2 separate regions of the Mus musculus genome follow, and region 1 is linked to region 2. A link is a contact called in public promoter capture Hi-C data. All regions are on one chromosome and are shown on one strand. The core of a region is the stretch at or near the end of the contact, and the rest is flanking DNA. Distances in the headings are between cores, read along the strand shown.

What was found. Promoter capture Hi-C pulls out the DNA fragments that hold promoters and counts their contacts.
Region 1: a contact with region 2 is called in a promoter capture Hi-C map of liver, with 2.7 times the contacts expected there. The contact joins the promoter of Sowahc here to the promoter of Sar1a in region 2. A contact is called at or near these places in 2 of 39 promoter capture datasets (liver and pre-B cells) and 1 of 115 datasets of contacts at active chromatin or transcription factors (astrocytes).

Annotation. Positions count from the first base shown.
Region 1 is chr10:59,217,081-59,223,716 of GRCm38.p6, forward strand. Sowahc (sosondowah ankyrin repeat domain family member C) reads left to right here and starts at 4,842. Exons shown (of 1, transcript NM_172939.3): 1 at 4,842-6,636. The coding sequence starts at 4,964. The coding sequence ends at 6,502. Septin10 (septin 10) reads right to left here and starts at 4,420. Exons shown (of 10, transcript NM_001024911.3): 1 at 4,311-4,420. The coding sequence starts at 4,328.
Region 2 is chr10:61,678,180-61,685,477 of GRCm38.p6, forward strand. It overlaps Sar1a (secretion associated Ras related GTPase 1A), which reads left to right and starts at 2,106. Exons shown (of 7, transcript NM_009120.3): 1 at 2,106-2,234; 2 at 6,701-6,774; 3 at 6,887-7,006. The coding sequence starts at 6,717. It overlaps 1700022H01Rik (RIKEN cDNA 1700022H01 gene), which reads right to left and starts at 2,111. Exons shown (of 2, transcript NR_126477.1): 1 at 1,960-2,111.

The sequences.
Region 1 (6,636 bases), core at 3,592-6,091, 2.5 Mb before region 2:
CAAGCACAGCAATAACTGATGATCCAATACAAAGTTTTAAGTCAAGAGAGGCTTAGAGATTTATATTCTGATTTCTGAAAAGCCAAAAACTGCTGATCCAGACTATTATTCTTGGTAAAACTACCTGTCTTAATTGAAAATTTAAAACTTCACATAATTAAAACTAATGGAATTTGTGACCACTAAGCCAAATAATGGAAGGAGGATTACTGCAGAATACTGTATGGAATAGAAGGAATACTTCAAACTGAAGACAAAATACCCAAAAGACCAAAGGAGGAAAATAGATACCAGAACAAAAAGCCAAAAGAGATTTAGGAAAGCACTACAAAATTAAATAAAATTAGAGAAACAAATATACATATTTCAGTAATAACTATATTAGTGGTCTCAAGTCCCCCAACAAAAGATACAGACTAGCAAACTGTAATAGAGAGCAAGACCCATCTTTTTGCTTTCTCTCTGCTAGATTTCATATACAGCTCAGAACTTCCTGCCAGAAATGGCACTGCCAAGAGTGGACTGGGTTTTTCTACATCAACTAACAATCAAGATAATCCTCACAGACGTGGCCACAGATCAATCTGATCTGGGCAATCTATCCATTGAGACTGCCACAGATGACCCCAAACTATGTCAAGGTGTCAGCTTAAACTAAGGAAGACACCTGTGAGTAATGTTTTGTACCTATACAGATATAGTACTACCTTAGTAACAACTCCCCTCAATAAGACATCTTTCTAGTTGAACTTTCAAATGTATTCAAGTAATGCTGGCCTGATTTGTGCTCAAAATAATGTTCTTGCAAATTAATATGCATGTAACACAACAAAAATATCACTGTACAAATATTGTCTATGAAAAAACTAAGTATAAACAACTCACAAAATATTTGGGTATCTGTGAATAAATTCTGTACTTATTTCACAATATATCAACTCTTTCTATATAAAACCATCTAACTAGAAAAAAGATTTCTCACAGTCTCCATAAATATGGAGGGTAGATTGAACTAGGAATTTTAGTTTTTGTTTTGTTACTTGAGATAATGTCTCTCTACATAACCCAGGCCAGTCTTGAGCTCACTATGTATCCTAAACTGACCTTGAATTTTTATCATCCTCCTGCCTCATCCTCCAGACACACACCATCTGCCACCCCCACCCCCAAGTGCTTACAGGTATTTATCACCATAAGCTTAATCTGGTTCCTCTATTATCATTAGCATATACCATTTATATAAAATAATGGTTTTATGACATTTTTAAACACGTAAACAATATTTGATGCTATTCTCAGCCCCCCCTTTCAGCTTCCCTTAACCCTCTCTTGAATCCTACTGGTCTCCGTGCCCCTCAAGACAGAAAAATATGAAAGTCTCCAAATCTGCATTCCATTTAGAAAAAAGCCAGCATACCATCTCCCAACTGCCCCCCATATCTTTACCTCAACTCAAACCCCTTCTTACTCTTTACAATGTATATTTTAAAATGAATTATTGTAGTTTTTTGTAAATGTTGATTTTTGGTTTTGTGGGTTCCTCCTGGGTCTTCCTTTATCTGTCTCCTATCTTCTCTGGCTCAGCTCAGCTTCTCCTAGCTCCACTGTCATCGCCTGTTTTCTCTGATCCTACTTCTGCCTACTCCGCAATCCTACTACTCTGTTTCTGCTAACACGCTATCTCCCTTACTACTCTCTCTCTTTCCCCTCAGCCTCTGCTAGCTTTTACATCCTCTCCTGTTCCCAGAAGTTCAAGAGCCAACTGGCACCGAAGAGCACAGGGTCATTTAAAGCACATATTTCATACTGCATATTATGTTCTTATTTCAATTATATTACTCACACCTGACATACATGAAAATAACCCAAGCATCCTATACGACTTACACCTCTGTCAATAAACACCCCTCAAACATATCCACAACTGACTGGATGACTACTGCGTCATCTCTACTAAACTGCCATTCGTTTCCCCCAGTCATCTGTCTCAGGCCTGGGTACCACGGGGATTAGGATTCTTTAAAAGGAAGAAGCTTTCGATTGCCTTAAATGTCCTATGGCTGGGCTGACAGGCTTTACCGTCCTCCTTCCATCATGCTTTTGTGTAGCAAAAGCCCCTGCTTCTCTTACAAGAGTTCTCAATCATCTTCCATGCTAAGAGAAGTGACAGTGAAGTGCCAAAGCTGGAGTTCACTGTCCCCCACATCACTGCTCTCTAAGGCTACATGTCAAACATGCTGTTTGACTTCACGTTACATTTTTATCTCAACTTTGCTTTATGTTTAAAAACATTTCCCCCTGGTCTATAGAGTGAGTTCCAGGACAGCCAGGACTACACAGAGAAATCCTGTCTCAGAAAAACAAACAAACAAACAAAAAAAAACAAAAACAAAAACATCACCCCAATTATTTCTTTATCCCTTAATTTAAAAGGTCTTAAGAGTCTGTGTAAGGAAAACTGGAAATCCTAGAATTCCTAGTTACGGTGAATTCATGGTTACTGTGACAATATGGTAACCACATTTCTCAAAACAGAACCCCCAACATATAATCTTAAAAAATTATGGTGCCTAGAAAGAGAACTGGCACTATTCCAGAACACCTAAGACTAGGACTTTTCCAGATGAAGTTACAGTCTCTGTACCTTCACTTATCTTTGAAGGTAACGAATACAATTACATGTAGAATGGCATTTAAATAGAAGCAAACAAGGACATAGTGGCACATAGAAATTCTCAACGACTACCTGATGGGGGGAAACAAACAGCTTAACAGTAACACAGCTTTGTCAACTGAGATGTCTCGGATGCACAGAATAGCTGATAAAAGTATAACTGTTGCTAAGAAGAACACGGACCCTCGTGGCAGAAATTCACCTATAAATGCCATTTCTAGTAACTACAAATAGAAATTCCATTGTTTTCAGCTTTCTATAAAAGTATATGAGCCACAACATAAACCTCTTCCTATGTGAAGCAATAAACAGATTCCAAATATGGTGAAACTCCATTCACATGTAAATATCGAAAAATTTACCCACGGTAGACATCATGGCAAATATGGGTGACAGATGTGAATGCAGTTACTGTGTCCAATGTATATTTCAGGGGGAAGAGACCTATAAGTTGTATTAGTGTGGATATATCTAACAAGAAATCAAAGTTTCATCATGCTAAAGAATTAGAAGGTACTGATAAATCACTAAATGGATGATAATACTTTTTTATGAGAATAGGTTTACTGGACAGCCATTAAGGTTCGAATAGCTTAGGTACTATGATTTTTTTTTCATGTCAATGATCACGAACCAACTTCACACAGAAATTATAGCATTTATCTATTTCTCATTATTTTTATTTTAGTCTATTGAAATAAGTTCTACAACTAAAATGCAACATAGGAAGATAATAATAAGAGTCACTTGTTTCAGGTAAGTAGAAAGTTATTTGGGAAATGTTGCTTGAGATTAAGAATCCGACAAAAATACTACCAATGCCAAAGGATTCAATAGAGTTAGTTAAGAGGATTACTTTCATTAATATTGGATAAGGGAAATATTAGAGTTTCTTAAAGTAGAGAAAAATAATTTACTGCGTGCAGCTGTTAGGGAAGTAGAAATAGAATCTATTCTACCCCCTGCGACAACTGGAAGATTCCACATACAATCTTAAAATGATGGGAACAAAAGCAAGATTACAAGAGATTGGTATTATGAAAACAGTATGACCTCTCGGATAACTATGGCTTATATCCTATATCAACTAAGATAAGTTTTTCAAGTTATTTGAACCGCACAAAACATTGGATCGGTCAAGTGGTTTGTTTGTTTTTTTTTTGTTGTTTTTTTTTTTTTTCATTACAAGGGGACGGGAAAGCCAAACAAAACCGCCAAGCATTACAGTAAACCCGCGAGCTTTGGAAAATCTAAGGAAGCCGACTTTCCGGTCAGTAGCCATGTACGTGTACACAATTGCACAAAATCAGGCGGATTCCAAGGCCTGATTTAAGTCGGGGAAAAGGAAAAAAAAAACCGTTACAAAGTGATAGGCATCGATCATCATCCTGGATTTCATTTACACCACCCCGCTTTGGCCAGGACCAGGAAGCCTGGAAAATGTAACTTTTCCCCAACATGCAGTCGCTCGCCAGAGCTCTTCAGCCCTCGCCCTGGGGCAACAGGGAGCCCCCTCTCCACGACACGCGGAGTCCCGGAGCCGCACGGTCACAATCTCGCTGGCCCAGAGGCGACCGGGCGGGGCGGGGCGGGGGCTCGGGGAACCCAAGGGCGCGGGGCTCACCAGCTGCTGTACCTCGTCGCATGAGGCCATAGCCCTGGTGGGACGTAGGGAAACGGTGGTCTCAGGCTGGACGCAAACACAGGTCCCGGGCCGCTTCAGAGAGAGACCCGCTGGGCGTAACTGGCGGGACAAGGGGCGTGCCCGGCGCCCCGCAGCCGTTAATGGGCGGGGCGGCCTCTGCTGAGAGGCTGGGGCGGGGCCGAGGCGGAGGGCTGCGGGAACGCGCCAGGGACTACCAGGGTTTCCCGCGCTCGGGGCGAGCTTCTCCCGGGTGTGCCCCACCGGGCGTTTTGACGAAAAGCCAAGTGTGTGGGGAGGGTGAGTGGAAACGTGAGCCTCGGAGGCCAAGCTCTGGGTCCCTCGCCTCCCGCCACTGGCGGAAACAGTGGCTGCGAGCCCGCGCGGAGCCCGGAAGTGGGCGGGGCCTCGGGCCGGGGACTGTCGCCGAGATTGAGTCCCGAGCGGAAGTGGGTGTGGCGGGGCGTGTCCACTGGGACGCGGCCCCAGTGAGGCGGTGTCAGCGCTCGCGGGACTCGAGACTCTTCAAAGCTGGGATCGCGCGTGCTGCCAGCCACTGAGACCCAAGCCGCTCTCCGGGTCCTCCAGGCGTCCGGCCATGGTGTCTGGCTGAGCGCTCCTGGGGCTGAGAAGCTGAGCCGCGGTGAATGGAGGGGTCACTGGAGCTGAGCTCGGAGGCGATCCTGCGCTTCCTCGCCGAGCGTGGGGGCCGGGCGGGACACTCGGAATTGGTGCAACACTTCAGGGACGTCCTGGGTGGCCAGCGCGAACAGCGCACCCGCGCCCGCGAGCGCTTCAAGGAACTGGTCAATGCCGTGGCCACCGTGCGCACCGATCCCGCGGATGGTACCAAGTATGTGCATCTCAAGAAAAGGTTCTGTACGGGGGATTCCCCCCCGCTTGAGGCCAAGCTCCCCCGAGAGCCCCCGCGTATCGAGGTGACTGAGGAGCCTCAAGTCCCGGACCTTGCAGCGGAGCCTTGCGAGGGCAGCCAGCTCCAGGAGGCAAATCCACAGTTGTCTCTCGGACTGGGTGGCGAAGTGAGCGACCAAGAGCCTCCAGCCCCTGCTCAAGGTGGGGCCCAAGGTAAGGACTCGCCACCACAGGAGGTCGAGGCCGTGTCCTGGGCGTCGGGTCCCGGGTCCAGCGAGAACCTTAAACTCCCTCCACAGGGGGAGGCTGAAGGGGGCAGTTCCCCTAGTGGGCCAAACACACCCAGGTCGGCCCGTCAGAACTTTCGGGACCTGGTGTTGGGCAGCTCCCCGCAACTAAAGAGGAGCGTGGGTCCTGGGGACGGTAACGCTGGAGGTCGCAGCAGAGGAGGGGGCGACTCCGATACCGCATCGTTAGCTTCTTCGTCCGCAGAAGAGGAGAGCAGCGTCGGGGCCTCGGTTACCCTGGATCCCCTGGATCACGCCTGGATGCTCTCAGCTTCCGAGGGCAAGTGGGACAGCCTAGAAGGGCTGCTCACTTGTGAGCCCGGCCTGCTCTCGAAGCGAGACTTCATCACCGGCTTCACTTGTCTCCACTGGGCCGCCAAGCACGGCAGGCAAGAGCTCCTGGCCATGTTGGTCAACTTTGCCACCAAACACCAGCTGCCAGTGAACATCAATGCCAAGTCGAGCGGAGGCTACACTGCCCTACATTTGGCAGCGATGCATGGGCATGTAGAGGTGGTGAAGTTACTAGTGGGGGCCTACGACGCAGATGTAGACATCAGGGACTACAGCGGGAGAAAGGCCTCTCAGTATCTGAGCGAGAGCATCGCAGAGGAGATAAAGAACCTGGTGGGAGCCCTGGATGAAGATGATGGAGACAGCCCTGCCGCCCGCGGGGGTGGGCGCTGGAGACTTTCAAAGGTGCTCCCCTCACACATCACTCACAAACTCTCCCCGGTCGTGGAAGACGGAGCTGAACTTCACCACCACGTCCCCGAGGGATGGACTGGAGGAAGCAAAGCAAAAGATTCAGGTCGCAAAGCCTCGGGCAGCTCAAGTGGACGGATGAAGCCACGACTCAACAAAATCCGATTCCGAACCCAGATCATTCACACCACTCCCTCCTTCAGGGATGCTAAACCGACACTGGAGGAAGGGGAGGAGGAGGAGGAGGAGGAGGAGGAAAGGTCTCTTAGAGGCTACTCATCTTCCTTTAAACTGAGACCGAAGTCCAATGTATTTGGGTAAAATAATTCGCGCTAGAAATGCTAAGGCTTATTTGTCTTCAAGGTAGAATAATACTGGGTATGGATAAGAAGTGGAAGCAGAAAAAACCAAATAAATTATGCATTTTAACTTTCGGGCTTGGGGTGGATCTGTAA
Region 2 (7,298 bases), core at 856-3,355:
GAGCTGCAGGCAAATGCCTGTCTTTACTTGAATGGGATGGGGAAAGGAGCCCCTTGGGCTGCTCGTGCAGGGCTGGACTGCATCTCTTCTTGGCACTCACAAGCCAAGCTGCCCTCAGAGTTCAGAGGTTCTCCTGCCTCTGCCCCCCGAGGGCTGGAATGTAGCTGTATTCTGATACACCTTGCTGCATTGTTTTTTTGATTTTTAAAATGACCTTAGTCAGTTTGTGTCTATGAACATTTTACTTACATATATGTGTGTTGTGTGTTCTAAGAAGCCTTGAAGGTCAGAAAAGGGTGCTGGATCCCGTGGGACTGGAGTTACAGATGCTTGTGAGCAGCCATGTGGGTGCTGGGATTGAACTCATTCTTAGGGGAGATGTCACATGTACTTTTTAGCTTGGTGACCTCATGACTGAGACCTCACCAGACCCTCCTGTAGCTTTAGACCCATTTTTATGAAATGCCTGGTATCAAACTCTGGAAGTTGGAACCAACACTGGCTAACTAAGTCGCACTCACTTGCTTTCCTTCTTAGTTCACAGGAACCATTCCTTTGCCAGCCCTGGCATTTGCAGAGACTGCCCTCCCCACCCCACTTTCTGTGGTTCTGGAACTTGAACTCAGGTTGTCAGTCTTGATCTTTGAGCAGTGTGACTGCTAATCTTGGTTGTCAAGTTGATCACATCTGGAATTAACTAAGATGAAAGCAGCTGGTCACACCTGTGAGGGATTTTTCTTGATCGGATCATATGAAGTGGGAAGACCCACCCTAAATCTGGGCCACACTCTCGAGTGGCAGCCCACATAAAAGGACATGGAAGGAGGAGGCGTTTGCTTTTTTGCCTGCTTGCCCTCACTCTCCCTGGCAAGTTCATCTGTTCTGTTGTTGAGGCATCCCTCCATTGATATTAGGACCTACTTCTTTGGGATTCCAACTTCGACTGAAGACTACTGGCTATGTAGTAGTTCCCTAGATTCTCAGCATCAGATTGGGACTGCTGAGCCTATCAGTCTGGTATGGTCTGAACCATTACCCAACTCTTGGCCTTCCCATTGGGAAACAACCAATTGTTGGACTACTCAGACCACAGCCTGTAAGCCACTCTAATAAATCCTCTTAACGATATATTGGGGTTAGAGAGATGGCTGAGCAGTGAAGAGCACTGGATGGTCTTCCAGAGGACTTGGGTTCAATTCCCAGCAGAGATATGCTCACTAGAATCTCACCATGGTCTATAACTCCCGTTCCAGGAGATCTGACACCCTTTTGGTCTCTGCAGGCAACAAACATGTACATAGTACAGACATTCATGCAAACAAAACACTTGTAAATATTTTTTAAGTTGCACATGTATAATTATTCTATCTCTGTTCCTTATTTATTCGTTTGTTTAAGACAGGGTATCGCCGTGTAACTCTGGCTGGCCTGGAACTCAGAGATCCATAGACATTAGCTTCCCAAGGGCTGGCATTAAAGGCGTGCATCACAATGCGGGGCCAGTTGTGGTTCCTCTGAGAGCCCTGGCTAAAACAGTAGGCAAACCTACCTTGACCTGATGGATGAGCTATTTTGCAAGCCCCAGTTAACTGATTTGTTCAGTGGAGCTATTAATACGTACTGAGGGTTAAACCAGATGAAGGATCCCAAGCAGTCAGGGTACTGCCCAAAACTGCTCATTAAACTCTTGTTGCTTTTATTTAGAAAGCTGAAAAATAGAAACGCTATCCCAAGGCGGGGAAAACAACTTAAAACGATGACTAGGTGACATCCACCTAGGTTGAGGTCTCCAAAGTCAATTCTACTGTCCTAGACTCTACTGATATCTGGCAGCCTCCGCTTCTGATGTCCGGCGCGCGTCTGAAAACATACTGGGATCGGAAGCCCCAGGCTGCTTAAGTAGCTGCTTAAGTTGGGGACAGAAGCCCAGGCCGCCTGACAGACGCTGCCACGTCTTACCCCGCTTGAGAGCCTCCACAGAGCGGGCGGAGCCTCACCCCGAGCGTACGTCACTCCTTAGGCCCGCCTCTCCGCGGCCAGAGTGGCTGTTAGGGCGGTACCCACAGCCCGGACGGCGTGACGCGTCGAGGGGGCGGGGCACGTGCGTGCCCGGAAGTCTCAGGGAGGGGCGTGACGTACATCCGGCGCGTAGCTGGCGGACCCGGGGACTGCTGGTCTGTGTGCTCTGAGGGAGGGTCGCGCCGCCAGCCACCGCCGGAGGAGCCCCTCGGGCCGTGAGTCGGGGCCCCAGCGGAGGAGGTGGCGGTGGGGCAGCGGGCCCGGGACGGGCCACAGCGAAGGCCGGGGCGCGGGGCCGCCGCGGAGGGGCTGGGTGGGGGTGCAGTGACACGCAGGCGGTTCCGCGGGCCGGCTCTGGGCGGGGACGGGCTGCGGGGTGGCGTGGCGGCGGTCGGGGTTTTTTTTGGGGGAGGAGACGGCTTCGTGGCCTCCATAGCGGAGGAGTCTGGTTCCTCGGTGAGGATAGCTGGAGCCCTGGCACTCATCCTTGCGTTCTGCAGATCGTGGCCCTCGAGTAGCGAGTGGGCGCTCGAGCCCCACGTTCAGCCTCTGGGTATCCGATGCCCTGTCTGGAACCCATGGTCTCTCCCTCCACCAACACCCCACTCCCATCCACCCTTTTTATTTTTCCTGTGCATGGAAAAATTCCCTCTTGGGCGATTATCGTAGATGAATGTTTTCTTCGTCATTTTTACCCAGGTGAGAATGGTACCGACCAATGGTACCATTGGTAGTCGTACCCTTTCTCAGTATCCTCCCTCACTGGGTGTTTCTTCAGTACCTGGGCACTGTCCGCTCAGGTTGAGAAGGGAGGGTTAGGGGGGAATTGTCAGGAAGCTGATCTTTGACATTCACCTTGCAGCTACGTAGACTTTCTTAGTTAATAGCCAGCTGCCTTCTATCCCAGATTCACCCGGAGTGAATATGTTTGAGAGTACGTTTTTTATTGCTTGATGGTCTTTCTGGCACTTGTTTGTTCCCATCTTGATATTTGCACGGTTTTTACTTAAGGTTCATGAATTGTGTTGTTGGTTTTAATATTCTTAACATTCCATAGATGATAGAGTAGACGAAGAATAGAAAATAGTGTGTTCTTAAGATTATCGTCTGTGTAGGTGGTAGGTTAAGGAAGAAAGTTACCTTTTACCCTTTTGGAAGTCTTATGATTGGAATTTAATATTAGCAGGAAAAGGGCTTTGGTTTTAGGTGAGAGGCTTTTCTTCTTAAATACCTTATTTTTATTTGATGTGAATTGTTGTTTTACCTCCATGTGTGCCTGTGTGAGATCCCCTAGAGATGAAGTTACAGTTCTGAGCCGCATGTGGGTGCTGGGGCTTGAACCCAGGGCCTCTGGGAGAGCAGTTGGTACTCTGAACCTCTGATCCGTCTCTCCTGGCTTTTGGAACTGATGCTTTTGACCGCACAGTCTTGAACAGGACAGGGAGCCTAAAGAGTGTCCTCGTCTTCATCTTGGCTTGCTAGAGTTGGTGGGAGGATGAGATGAAGGTATTTGTGCTGGTGCTGTATAAATTCTAAGGTTGCTGGTGGATGAATTGGTTCAGATCCCGAGATCTCAAGGACAGTGTCAGCAAGGCCATTTCTTCAGCTTTGGGCAGCAGTACAGCCCAACTCTGGGCTCTGAGAGGAGTACTACTTTTTTTTTTTTTTAAGATTTATGTATTTATTTTATGTATATGAGTACACTGTAACTGTTAGACACACCAGGAGAGGGCATCGGATCCCATTACAGATGGTTGTGAGCCATCATGTGGTTGCTGGGAATTGAACTCTGGAAGAGCAGTCAGTGCTCTTACCCACTGAGCCATCTCTCCAGTCCCAGTACTACTTTTTAACATCACTGAAGAATTCATTCTAATACTTTTCCTTATCATTTTGGTAGGAAGGCTTTTAAAACAAGAACTGGGAAGGAAAATAAATTGGAAAATGAAAGTAAGTCAGTTACGTTACCACTTAAAAAAATCCTCTAAAGTATCACATTTGTAGAATTAACCAGGCTGAGAATATTTGCTTTCCTTTTCTTTGTTTTTGTTTTTGTTTTTGTTTTTTGTTTGTTTGTTTGTTTTGTTTTGTTTTCCTTTGAAACAGAGTGTCACTATGTAGCCTACTTTGGCTTGGTGAAGCTGCAACACACTAAAGCTCCTCTTCCTGCCTCAGCCTCTCAGGTGCTGTGGTCAAAGCTTTCACACCCATGTCCATCTTGGGAATTCTTCTAAAGAGATGTGGCTAAAAACAAAGTGCTGGACTATTGGCAGCAAACCAGTGCACATGAATTAGACTTGTTGGGTGTAAGAGGCCACAGTAGGCCACAGCCTGTTAAAGATGAACTGGGTCTCTCCTGGAATAAAGTGAGAGATAAGGGAGGATGTCTGGCTAGGGGGACTGTAGAAGAAAGATGTATTGTTTTATTTACTCAATAAACTTGAATTTAAACATGTATTTGTTACTGGCTTCTTAAAGTGCTAAGTTGTGCAGGTTTGTCAGTGCCAAGAATCGAACCCAGGGCCATGCATTTTAGCTAAGAATCCCTTGCTTGCACTGAGCTATGCTCCCAGCCTCCCCTCCATACGTTTTTTTTTTTATTTTTTTCTTGGTGATGGGACCTCATGATTCAGGCTGGCTTCAATTCATTGTATGGGTGAGACACCAGCATTTTTGTTTTGGGTTTTTTGTTTGTTTGTTTGTTTGTTTGTTTTTGAGACAGGGGTTTTGATGTGTAGCTTAAGCTGGCCTTCAATTCCCTATGTAGCCCAGGCTGGCCTTTGAACTTGTGATCTTTCTTCTTGAGCCTCTTGAATGGTAAGATTGCAAGTGTGTACTTCCCCTCCTGGCTATTACTTAACATGCAAAATGTGTTCTGTGTGCCACAGTTTCTGTCTGTACCTTCACCCAAATGTTGCTCTTTCATAAAAGCTGAGTGGAGCAAGCATGAGGTAGTTTCTAAGGTTTACAGGTCAGGCCATAGGCTTGATAAAACCACAGTAATTTGATAGTTTGCTTTCATCTAGCATCTTTGAAGAATTCAGGTGAGACTGCGTAGTAGCATTCAGGATGCTGAAGCATAAGGATAGCTTAAAGCCCTGGAGTTTGAAGCCAGTCTAGGCAACACAGCAGGATCCTGTCTCTTAAAAGATAAAAATACACACATATGTATGAATGTGCATACATAGGTAATTTCCTCCAGTTATTGTTCATGGAAGTTTTGTGTAATTGCAGTTACTGCATTTTCTGTCAAGTTTTGTCTTGTTGAGAAAGTAGTGGTTTTTCTTTTCTGCGATAAACGGAGCTGCTGATACAGAAATTCAGTGTGACCAGGAAATGGGTCTCTGTGAATCTTACCATTCCTCGGTATTTCTAGATCCTTCCTTCTTAACTGTGCTTAGAGCTCTCAGTGGCTTTACTCATACATTTTCCCCTTAAAGCCTATAGGCACTAGGAAAAGTGGTTTTGGTGTCTGTGCTAGTTAAGACAGACTGGCAGCAGTCCTTGGTGCTTCATGGTTGAGACCCTGTCTCAAAAGAAACAAATAAGATGTTTGCTTGCTTTAGAACCTCTTACTATATTATGAATTAGTATACTTAAGAAATTAAGAATTCGTAATATGTAACACTAGATTATATTATAGAAGTTTTTATTCCTGTATGTTTCTGTAAAACAGGATATCCTTTCACAAGTTGAAACATCTGTAAATGGTTAAGGATATTGGTAAGTGGAGTCAACCAAACTGGGCCAGTTGATAGATTTGCTGTGTCCTTTTTGGAGCTGTATAGAACAGCTTAATAACTTCTTATTCAGGTCAATGAACTCTTCATTCATAGCTTTGTTTTGATTCTTTTGTTCTAAGAATCCCAGTGGCCTAGGACTCATTGTGTGGACCAAGGCTGGGCACAGATTTTCCTGTCTCTGTCTCCCAAGTTCTGGGATTTCGTGGACATGTCACCACACACAGCTCCCATCATGGTTCATACCAGGTGCATGTTTGGCTTCTTGATTCAGCTTTTTACTTTTTCAAGACAGATGTTCTCTATGTAGCCCTGGCTGTCCTGGAACACTCTTCTGTAGATCAGGCTGGTCTCAAACGAAGAGATTCTGTCTCCCAAGTGCTGGGATTAAAGGCATGTACCACCCCCACCCAGCTTGATTCTGATCATTAAAGATACTGCATTGCTAGGGATGTTGCCAACTAGTAGGCAGCAGTGAATGGGTAGCTTCCTGGAGGAGTACATCTCCCAGTAAAGGGGGATGGTGTGTCTGAAATGCCTAGTTCTTTGGTTATCTGAATTTGCAGATGTGAGAGTCCTAGAGTCTTCCCTTCAGACTACAAAATCCTTGTCTCAAAAACTAAGGAGATTAGTTAGTCTTTGCAACATTGATTTTTATTTTGTGTGTGAGTGTTTTGCTTGCGTGCATGTATGTTTAACACAGAGGCTAGAAGAGAGCATTGGATTCCCTTGGAACTAGAGTTAACAGATAGTTGTGAACTATCATGTGCGTGCTGAGAATCAAAGTTGGGTCCTCTATAAGAGCAACAACTGTTTTTAACTGCTGAAACATGTCTCCAGCCCTGGACTTTGCTTTCCTACTTTAGGGAACTTAGGTTTATGGACATGTGTCAGAGAATAAGACATGCAGAAAGCTAATGTTACGTTCATGTTTTACACAGGTTGTAAGCATCAATAATGTCTTTCATCTTTGAGTGGATCTACAATGGCTTCAGCAGTGTGCTCCAGTTCCTAGGTAAAGCCATTTTCATAAAACACAGTACAGGTTGCAACTATATTTCCTCAAACAATAGTATCTAAGCTGCCTTTGGTAGGAAGAACATTTAAGACATTCTTTTCTCTTACAGGACTCTACAAGAAATCTGGAAAACTTGTATTCTTAGGATTGGACAATGCGGGCAAAACCACTCTTCTTCACATGCTGAAAGATGACAGACTAGGCCAGCACGTACCAACACTCCATCCCAGTAAGTTTCAGAGGTGACCTGATGGTCAGTGCCATGAATGGAGGATGGATCCATCCCTAGTTGATGGAGTTCTCTTAGTAACTGAGGTCCTGGAAGCAAGTTACTGTAGTTCACTCAGGTCACCTACTCTGCATCCCTGGGACTTTCTGATCAGTTCTGTGATGAGACTTAGCTCCCATATTTGATCTTAAGCAGGAAACTTGGAGAAAGGGGAAATTGAGGCTTCTTAAGGTTAAGAATATTTTCATACTGTATCCTCGTCTTTACACAATGAAAACTTGATTGTTTGCGT